Linked DNA regions of Mus musculus: region 2 is linked to region 1. Evidence: chromatin contacts called from public Hi-C data. All regions are on one chromosome and are shown on one strand. Each heading gives the region's core, a stretch centred on a gene start, on an enhancer-like site or on the middle of the called end of the contact. The rest is flanking DNA. Distances are from core to core; before and after follow the strand shown.

Region 1 (4,883 bases), core at 171-2,670:
CCTGGATCTGAGCCTGAGAGGTATCTGAGTTGTCTATGCCACCAGTGCTCCCACACTCACACCCTCAGGGTTGGCTCATCTGCAACTCTGCTACTAGAGTCAGCTCTATTGTTCCTGGGTAATATGCTGTTCTCCAGAGAACTACAGCTGGTAAGGGGTGAGATCAGCTCTCCCAGGATGCCCAGGGGAACAGTGGGGCCAGTTCTTCATAGCTATCAGACGTCAATATGGCCCCAGGCAGCAGCCCAGAGAAGGTACATCTGGCCTTTGGTGGTAATAGACCTTCACTGCTGCAGGGCCACGAACCCAGAACAGGCCAGGACTTCACCATGGTCTACTCACATCAGGCTGTTGCTTACTACCCTCGAGTCTCCAGTTCTACCTCTCCTCATTCTGCACACATCCTATTGTTTCTTTTTCTTTCATCTCTCCACCACTTGCTTGCTTATCTTAGTGGTGCCTGGGGTCTCTGGGTGTCTGGGATCATCTCAGAAGTGGTCTCAGGAGTGCACTGTCCAATTCATGCAGTGTGGCACCAGGCATGGGTCATCTCAGGCATGGTCTGCCAGCCCAGGCCTGCACAGCGATGGACTGGTGGTTGTCTCAGGCTAACTCCTTGTCCAGAGCCCATGGTGCTAGGCTTGTGATAGTCTTAGGCTCACTCCCCACAGCCCCAGGTTGGGGTTGTCTTGTTTAGGGCTCCCTCCTACTGAGGCCACATGGTCCTAGGCAGGAGTCCCATAGTTCCATTTTTAACATAGTAAAACACAGCAGACTCAAATTAATTTTTGAGTCTGAAGTCTGAAGTGACCTAGGACATTCCCTCTGCTGAGCAACTGCTCATGTTGTTACTCTCCAGAACTTTGCACCAGCCCACACTGAATGGGACCTGTGACACAGCGATTTTCTCTAGCTCCTCACAATAGACTCCATTCTGCTTTCTCTTTTGAGACAGGTTCTCACTATGCAGCCCTGGTTAGCCTGAAGACTAAGCTGGTCTTGAACTCACAGAGATCCACCTGCCTCTGACTTCTGAGTGCTGAGAGCCATTCTATTTTCTATCTCTATGAATGAGCCTGTTAGGCACTTTACATATGAAGGCATATGATATATTAAAATACTGTTTCAAAGCTAAGGACTCACACGGTATGAAACCACCAGAACGGGCTCTGTTCTGTTATTGACTGTGGTTTTTATGCATCCTGCTGATTAGATTTGAGAGGTGGTTTTAGCGAAGGAGGCAATTTTAGAAAATTTCAAATCAAATAAATCACTGCAGCCTTCTCATGTCACACAGAGCTCCTAAGTGGATTAAAGAAAGCAAGTTTCACTACCAGGCCTACTTATCTACTTACACACTGTTGTTATTGATTTCCTAATTGGAAATGTAGGTTTCTAAAGACCTTCAGGGTCTGACATCACATGGCTATGGGGTGATGGTCCTGATGCAGAGACGGTAACTTCCTTGCTGTTCAGCATGTTCTTTCCCCCCGAACCATCACCAAAATGCATTTGATTGATCCTAACACAGACATTCCAAACTGACCAAAACTGATTACTGCTGCACTATTTGATTTAAACAGAATGCATGTTGTGGGGCTAATTCCAACAAATGCATTAGCAGTGACACTTTCATTTACTGTCACTGTGCTAATTGAGCGGAGAGACATTTCCTTTGCTGCTGTGTGCTACACTTTGCAGCGGACAAATATTGATAAAACATCTCTCGTAGTTCTCTCACCCATTAAGTTGATGTTAGGCATGTCTTCAAGGCCTGTAAATTTGATATTTATTCCACAAAGCCCCACAGTTAAGATCTTGATGTTTAAGATTTTATGAGCTTTAAATAATGTCCTAACTCCAGACCATAAATACTTAAATTATTTGTGACTTGTATATACATGAAAAAGGTGGCAAAAATCATTTAGAAGCTTTCATTTCTCTGTCTTCTGAGTAAATCAGCTTTGGAAATAGAAATTTTCCTGTCTGATGGCAAAGTTGGTTGTGGTTTGCTTACCTTAGGGCTCAGGCTTCAAGACCATCAAGATTTCTACCCGTGTCCTAAGGAGATCATAGAACATTGAGTGTATTCTATCAAATTAAAGGGATAAAAGCTGGGTGAAAGAGGAGTGACAAAGGGTAGGAAGAGAAAAATTCTGAGTCAATGAGGCAAAAGGATAACCTAGGCTACAGTATTCTGGTTACAAATCAGCACATCTACTTAGATCTGCAGTTGAGAAGTCAAACGTGACAGCTCGCCCGCCATGCACTGCTCACTCCTGCACTGCTCACTCCAGAGTCACTAGGTACATTTGATTGTATGTCTCCTTCCTACATCAGCAGGGCCCAGGTCTGCATGGCTGTTTAGTGCATATGTATTTATGGTTATTAGCATTAGTGGTGATGATGATCCAGGTAATAAGACACCACAAAAGTCAGGAAAAGAGGGCAGGTCAAGACAAAAGGAAGATATGGGTCAGGACCTGGGGCAGAGTGAGAGCAGACACTGGGAGGAGCTTCCCTCATCCTGAGCATTCTTCTCCAGCCTCACCTCAGTATTGGCAATGCTCAGGACTTTCACTGTTTTAAGTTGGGAATGTATCTCATTTTAACTTCAAAACCCTTAATTCACAATGAACTCAATAGGGACTTCGGAGAAAGATTTTCACCACTTTCTTGATAAGTCAAATGCATAAAAATGCCTCAGCATTTAAGGAGTCAAGACATAGCATTCAACAGTGCTGCCTGTGGTTTCCAAAGCACCGGATGATTTGTATCTTAACATTATGGTGCCTCCCCTTTGTAGACATTACAAAGCACACCATAAACCCTGCAAAGAGAAGAAACCGTGTTACTCACACAGCTGAGCAAGAGTGTATGACCTGGACATGTTGAGTCAAGCTTGAGCCAGAAGGCAATCAAGGCAGCACATGGGAGGTAGAGGACCACAAGGCAAAGCGATCTGTGCTGGGAAGAAGAGACAGCCCTCGCCCTGTGTCTCGGAGGCCCACCCCGGCCTCCAGAACAGACCCTTGTTATTTATTTCCTTCCTTTCCCAGACAATTAAACAACTTCACCTGAACCACTTATTGTCCATCATAAGCAAATTCCAAACCGCCTCTGAGTCTCCGTGGGACAGGAGATGCTGGTGAATTTCTGTCTTATTAAGACAACTTGACTAGTGGACTGATCTCAGGACTAGTATTCTTGTTCCCATAGGTACTTACTCAGCACAACCACAAGTGGTGTGTGGGGGGAAGGTAATGTCTAATTGTAGTTTCATTTTATACATTATAAGGACAATGCAGAGCGTAATGCATAGGGCGAGGGTAAAGCCTTTTCTCTAACTCTGGTGTCCCTTTGGTATAAAAAGTTTACAATCTCCTGTGTCTGCAAAATGACATACTGAAGATTATGGCAAGGCCTAGCAAGAGTGTCACAGCCGAACTATCACAGTTGTCTACTCACAGCCTATGTTATGAGCCACTCAGCAAGTGAGTCAATACGCTCTGTTGAAATTAAAAATCCACACAGAATATCATTAGCAAATGGCTTACAAATGAAATACAATTCAATTATGTTGGCATGTGCCTATAACCCCTATACCTGGGAGGCTGAGACAGGAAGATGGCTGTGAGTTCAGGGACAGACTGAGCCACATCACTAGGTGGAGACCAGTCTGAACTGTGCAGTGAGGTCCCATTTCCAACAAGAAGGAAGAGGGGAGGGAAGAGGGGGCGAGACACTAAAGAATCATTGTTAGATTGCTAGGAAATGGATCTGTCTATCTGGGAAGGAAGGATAGCAAGTGTCAATGTCCCTTTCTGTCATTCTTCACAGGGAACTACTTTATATCAACAGCCTCACAGTACACTCCTTGTAAACTATTTCAGCATAACATTATAAACGCAGAAAACACAGCCTTTCAGTAACTCCTAAACTTTGTGATAGCTCTCTATACAAGTTGGAATATCTATAACGATCGTTGTCTGGCATGGATATAATTAATTACAAGGCAGCTACCATATGTCACCTGTGGCACTTAGTTCAAAGTGCACAATTAAAAACAAACAAAAGACAAAGGTCTAGATTTTTGCCTTCCCCCCCCCCCAAGTACTGGAGATAGGACCCAGAGCCTCATGCCTATGCTGTGGGCTCTCCTACTGAACCAAATCCCTGCCTATCAAAGAATGAGATGATGTGCACTGGATGTTGCTCATGTGCCCTGCATGGACAGAGGTTCCAAGACTTAGCTCTGTGGAGTCATCATGGCGTTCAGTCAAGCCTGGCTTTACTTTGTGAACGATGCATTTGGCTCTCTAGAGTACCGAGTGCCTTGATTCATTCCATGCGTACTCAGGATGAACAGCTGGTACTGAGCAGAGTTGTGCCTGTGCATCAGGCTGCCTGGCTACAGCTGTTGGCAGAGCATTGCGTGCAGAGTGGGCTCCGACCTGGCTCTCCCAGCTGAAGTAGAGCATTTGCTCCACTACCCTGGATCTCCTCGTTGCCCATCCCCAGGGCCCAGCTGTTGCAGAACTCCAGGCTTCCTCCTTTACACAGATGGCCCCTCTGCCTCCAATGTGCGAGTCTCCTTTCAGCTTTCTCCAAGTTTGCTCTAGATTTCAATGTCACATCTTTCTCTGCCCTCTCTCTCATATAAAGTACAGCCTCTTCTTGGTGTCTTTCATTGAATTCATGTGCTACGTGTTATTGATGTGTCTATCATTCTACTTACTCCCATCCTTTTATGAACAAAGGTGTTAATGGCCAAAGACTTAGAGAGGATGCTGGAGACAGCTCAACTTCATTAACAATGGCAATAGGGCAGGAACACCAGAAAGTATGTTTGACTTCATATGCATCCACCCAGTAAATGATGA
Region 2 (4,917 bases), core at 1,729-4,228, 35 kb after region 1:
ACCTATAATGCCAGTGCTCAGGAGGCAGAGGGGAAGAATCATGAGTTCAAAGCCATCTTTTGGCACACTAGTAAATTCTAGGATACCCGGTGCTACATGCAACTCTGTCTCCCAAATGAATAGAACCCAAACAAAAGGCCTTTTTACATTATTTTCAGTGAAACTGAATTTTAAACTTGCATATTTAAACTTTATGATATAAGATTGTACTCTTCTAGCTAGTTTGCATCTCTTTACCATGCATCTTTCTTGATGCACTATGGGGCTATGGTTTTCCCAATAAACAATATCAGCATTTATATGATCAGCATATTATGATCTCATGCATATGATTATCCCATCACGTAGAATGTATATAAAACCCAGCTTTATTATTGATGGTGTCATTCAAATGTCTTTATCAATATGCATCAACGTACAGGTCAACTTCAAGCAAAACTTTTCTTTTTTTTCAGAACTACACTTCTGAACTGCCCATGTCTTGGCTTGCATTTCTCTTAGCAGGAATAGAATTGAAAAAGTGAAGTGAAGTGTGTGTGTGTGTGTGTGTGTGTGTGTGTGTGTGTAGGGGGAAAACAGGTGTCAATAAATATTACACCTCAGAAGAAGGGAAAGTGTACAACCTTTTTTTATAAATATATAGTCCAGGCTGGCATTCCATCCTTGTCAGTTTCCTAAGGTATGATGAGATTTTTAAGCCTGTGCCACTACATCTAGTCTACAGAAGTATTAAGATGGCATAAATCAAGAACAAACGAACTATTAGAATGGCTATTATTAAGAAAAAACAAAAACAAAAAATGCTGGCAAGAATTGGGAGAAAGAGATCTTTGTGCATTTTAGTGGAATGTAAATTAGTCCAGTTTCTATGAAAATAAACATGGATATTATTCAAAAAACTAGCATAAAACTACCATGTGATTTAGCATTACCTTCTCCAGAGATATACCTGAGGGGATCTAAGTCAGCATGCCACAGGAATATCCACACAACCATGTTTATTGCATCATTATTCATAGTAACCAATATATGCAACTGGCCTTGGTGCCCCTTAGGAGATTAATGGATAAAGGAAATCACATTATTTTAGCCACAAAAAAGAATGAAGTGATGTCATTTGCTGGAAAATGGATGCAACTGGAAATCACCATGTCAAGTAAAATAAGTCAGGGAAGACAATACAAATATTACTTGTTTTTTCTCTTATGCCGACTCTAAAACAATGGAAGGAGAATGACATGAATGAAGACAGGAACTACTCCAGTACAGGAAGTAGATCAGAGGTGGAGAGAGGCAGAGAAATGATCAAAGTATGCATGTACATGACTGAAAACAGCATAATGGGAATTAATTAGGGAAAGTGTTTTCTTTGGACAAGTTCTCCTTTAGTGTCTTTGCACATGTCTACGATGAGCTGAGCTGTGCCTTTGAAGGCATCCCTCTAACTAAGCTTAAGTAATGAAAGCTCACCATTCCCTGCAGACCATTTTGATGTGCCAAGCCTGTTCAGATCAATTTCTATACAAAATTCATAGCATCATAAAATACTTTAAATACACATATATGTGTTGTGGGTTATGTCACTCATCCATTTACTCTCCCACTCAGGACATTTATTGAAGTACTGTGAAGTTCCAGGCAGCCTTCCATGGCTTACAAGCAGCAGTGGACAAAGTGGAGCTTTCCTCTGCCACGAGAGTTATATATAACACATGTGGGGGGAGAGGAAGGGGGCGGGGGGGAGGAAGAGAGAGAATGCAATAATGTGGGATGTGGGAGCTGGAAGATTAAACATCATGATGAACTATATAATAGGAATATTGGAAAGAGACTCATCAACGTTCAGTTTTTAAATAGATGTGGCAAGTTTAGGCAAATGTATGGAGGACGACTGAGTCACCGTAGCAGATTTACTTATGTCTTCATACTACCCAATGCTCCTGCCAACCTGAGGAGCAGAGGTTGCGGTTGGATGCTGCATTTGTGTCTTTTCTCCATCATTTCTGTTTTGCAAACATTTCTCTTTGTCTTTCCTCTTCAGAAATGAGGCTTTCATCAGGAAGATCTTGCAGCCTATATAAAATTAAGTTTATTGTTTTTGATAATTTCTATTATCTTAAATGAAATTTATATGCATAAATACCTACACAAATTGCTGAGTAGAATTAGAAGACTGTATATCATATATATTTTCAGACTCTTGAAGTACATTTTGACGTGGATCTGTAGGAAGATTATACTTTCTCACTTAATGTCTTAGGATATGGGATACTGTGTGGATTTAAATGTTTTTGTCCTAAACCATACATCATTGCTCCTTTATCGTTCTTTCTTTCTCTCTTTCTCTGTCTTTCTTCTTTTAGCATGTCTTTGGTACTTTATTAAGTTATGCATTGCGTTTTAGTGGTAAGCTGACTTTTAAAATGTTTGTTGGATCTTCAGCATTTTCTTTTTATTATGAAATAGCTATGCATGAAACACATTTGTTGTGATTTTTTTCAAGTGATAATTTACATGCATGATTCTTGAGATTAAAAAATATTTTATGCATTCAACTTTGTTGACCTCTTTCCTGTGATTTCTTTTATTATTCTGCTTAGAAAATGTTTTAAATTTTCATTGATGTATTTAACTTACCTGTTTTTATTTTGACAAGATAGAGTCTTAATCTGAGCCTTTTCCAACAGCCCATTTTCTGAATGTCATGTCATTTGTTAATAAAAATAATTATTTTTCCATAGACATATGGTGCTTTACCATTTGTTTGAAATTTGAAATAATCTGCCCAAAAGAGTCTGCTTTAAATGTGGAGAGTGGTGGTTTCCAGTACTTTTTGTCCTAGTTGTTAAAGGATTACAACAATCCTTAGACTGTATTGCCAGAATGGGTGAGTCCAACCTGCGGAGGCATTTAGGACCCAGGGGAAAGCCAGGCTTGGTACGGAAGGACAGAGTCTCTGGCGCACACGCCTCCTACCCAAATCACAGCCCCATGCAGCCCGGGCTCTCATTCACAGCTTTCTAGAGAAATCTGAGCTCCAACTGCCAGGGTAGGGGATCTCACCCACCCAGTTCAGCCGCGAGGACACCTGCAGAAACACATTCTCAAAGCAAGCCTGGGAGGCGGTGTGAAGGTATTTGTTGCCTTTTTCTTCCTTCTGTGTTCGCAGAGCCTCCCCGCCCGTCCCCGCTCTAGCGGTGCCATGGCTGCGGCGTTTCAGCACTTCGGCGCGTGGACAGCTCCCATCTGCAATCCCACTGCACTCCATCCCTTCTGCACCCCACTCTTCACCGCCTCTGCGGTCCATCCTCTTGCCACGCCACACAGCCTGCGCTCCCCAGCCATCAGCACCCCATCTCCACCATCGCCGTCATCATCTCCACCAGCACCGGCGCGGTAACTACAGTCCACACAACTGTGTCTTGTCACTTAGACAAAGCCTGAGGTCGGCAAGGTAGAGAGGGGAGATCTCAAGTTCTCAGGCATAGAAGGGAAAGTTCAGGTGGAGAGACCCCCTGAAAACAAAGAGAGACGCCTGCTCGAGAGAAAGGTGAAGTGGAGGCAGCAGGAAGAGACCCCAGCAAAGGGACAGATGGGGACTTGCCAGACACCAGCAGTTAGCCAGCTGCCTTTCAGCAGATTAGAGACTGTTTAGTTCAGGAAATTAACATGGCCTGAGGCATAGTATGATTCCAGGAAGAAATGTTAGCTCAGTCCCGATATTCTGGTTTTCCAATGGAGAGTCACCAGGAAGCAGGGTGGGGGATGATGGGTGACTCACAGCACCCACATGGCTGTTTTTCTTCCTAAGCATTTACCATAGAAACTCTGAAATTAAGTTTTTATTGAACTGTTTTATAAAATGAGAACCCCAAAGGTTAATTTAACTCTGTGGCCAAAATAAAAAATAAAATGACGGTCGTAAGAACCTAACAAATAAGGCTAGGAGATTCTATTTGCTCTAACATCTCCTTTTCTTGTCTACTTAGTTCAATTACCCAATCTTAAATCTCTCCTAGAAGAAGAACAGATATACCCCTTGCCCAAATGGCCAAAGTGGTAATGATATTCAGAGCAGATGGCCTGGCTTTGTTCATTACTAGTCAAGGACTGGCTCAGATTTGGGAGGCGAGATTTTTGTGTGCTTTCTCAGTAATCAGGCGATAACACCATTTTCCTATAAATAGTAAAGGGTAATAGAGTGCAGAAATTGAAAAGGCATTTTATGTAACCGTGGTTTGCCTGGCTCTGCTTTGCAGTGCTATCATTTTCTATCAAAGCTGATGGGGAGTTGGAACATCTTTCAAATAGCCCATTAATTTGGACCTGATGGTCCAGTCCTGGGTCACAGCACCTATTTGATTTAACCAGGATCGTTTGCTTTATAAGAGCTAACAAAGTACAGCAAACAAGTGCTTTCACCTGTCATAAAGAAGTGTCTGGAAAGGGACTCTTTGAATTGATTTTACCGAACTGCAAAGTATTGTAGTTTCTTTTGCTGCTGTTTTTGTTTTGTATATTTTTTATTGTTTTTGTCAACATAAAATCAGGATCTTAATCTCAATGCGTGGTATCTAAGTAGAAATGTTGTTAGGTCATTGGTCACAAGAATATTTAAGCTAAAGCATAGAAAACCCCACTCAACAGTACCCTGGTGTATTTAATCTGTCTCTTGGAGAAGGGACACTGAAGCTAGTTTTGTTCTTGCTTCTCTTTAGAGGCACCACCCAAAAGAAAAGAGACTCACAAACAGATATGTTCTGGAAAAAGCTTTGTGCAAAAATTTATGCTCAATAATCTTTATGGATGAGGACTAGTCATGTCATGACAAAAGTTTGCGTATAGTTACTAATTATATGAACTTAGGCTCAGTTCTATTTGTCTCTAAATTTTACTCACTTTTTTAAGCTTAAAGCA

What was found. A called contact is a pair of places that touch in the nucleus more often than the background predicts.
Region 2: a contact with region 1 is called in a Hi-C map of the N1E-115 cell line, with 2.2 times the contacts expected there. The contact joins the promoter of Clvs1 here to the enhancer-like site in region 1. A contact is called at or near these places in 1 of 15 datasets of contacts at CTCF or cohesin (the NIH/3T3 cell line), 1 of 484 Hi-C or Micro-C datasets (the N1E-115 cell line), 1 of 115 datasets of contacts at active chromatin or transcription factors (embryonic stem cells) and 2 of 9 other capture datasets (adipose tissue and pancreatic islet).

What each region holds. Positions count from the first base shown.
Region 1 is chr4:9,232,946-9,237,828 of GRCm38.p6, forward strand. It overlaps a transcript of Clvs1 not described here. Among named protein-coding and RNA genes, the nearest start is that of Gm23423, 25 kb to the left of the region's middle. Within about 2 kb of position 1,421, at least 5 of the 459 cell types and tissues checked have an H3K27ac peak or open chromatin away from gene starts, as enhancers often do. A contact at or near this core is called in the N1E-115 cell line, where this site is marked.
Region 2 is chr4:9,266,339-9,271,255 of GRCm38.p6, forward strand. It overlaps Clvs1 (clavesin 1), which reads left to right and starts at 2,979. Exons shown (of 6, transcript NM_028940.2): 1 at 2,979-3,133.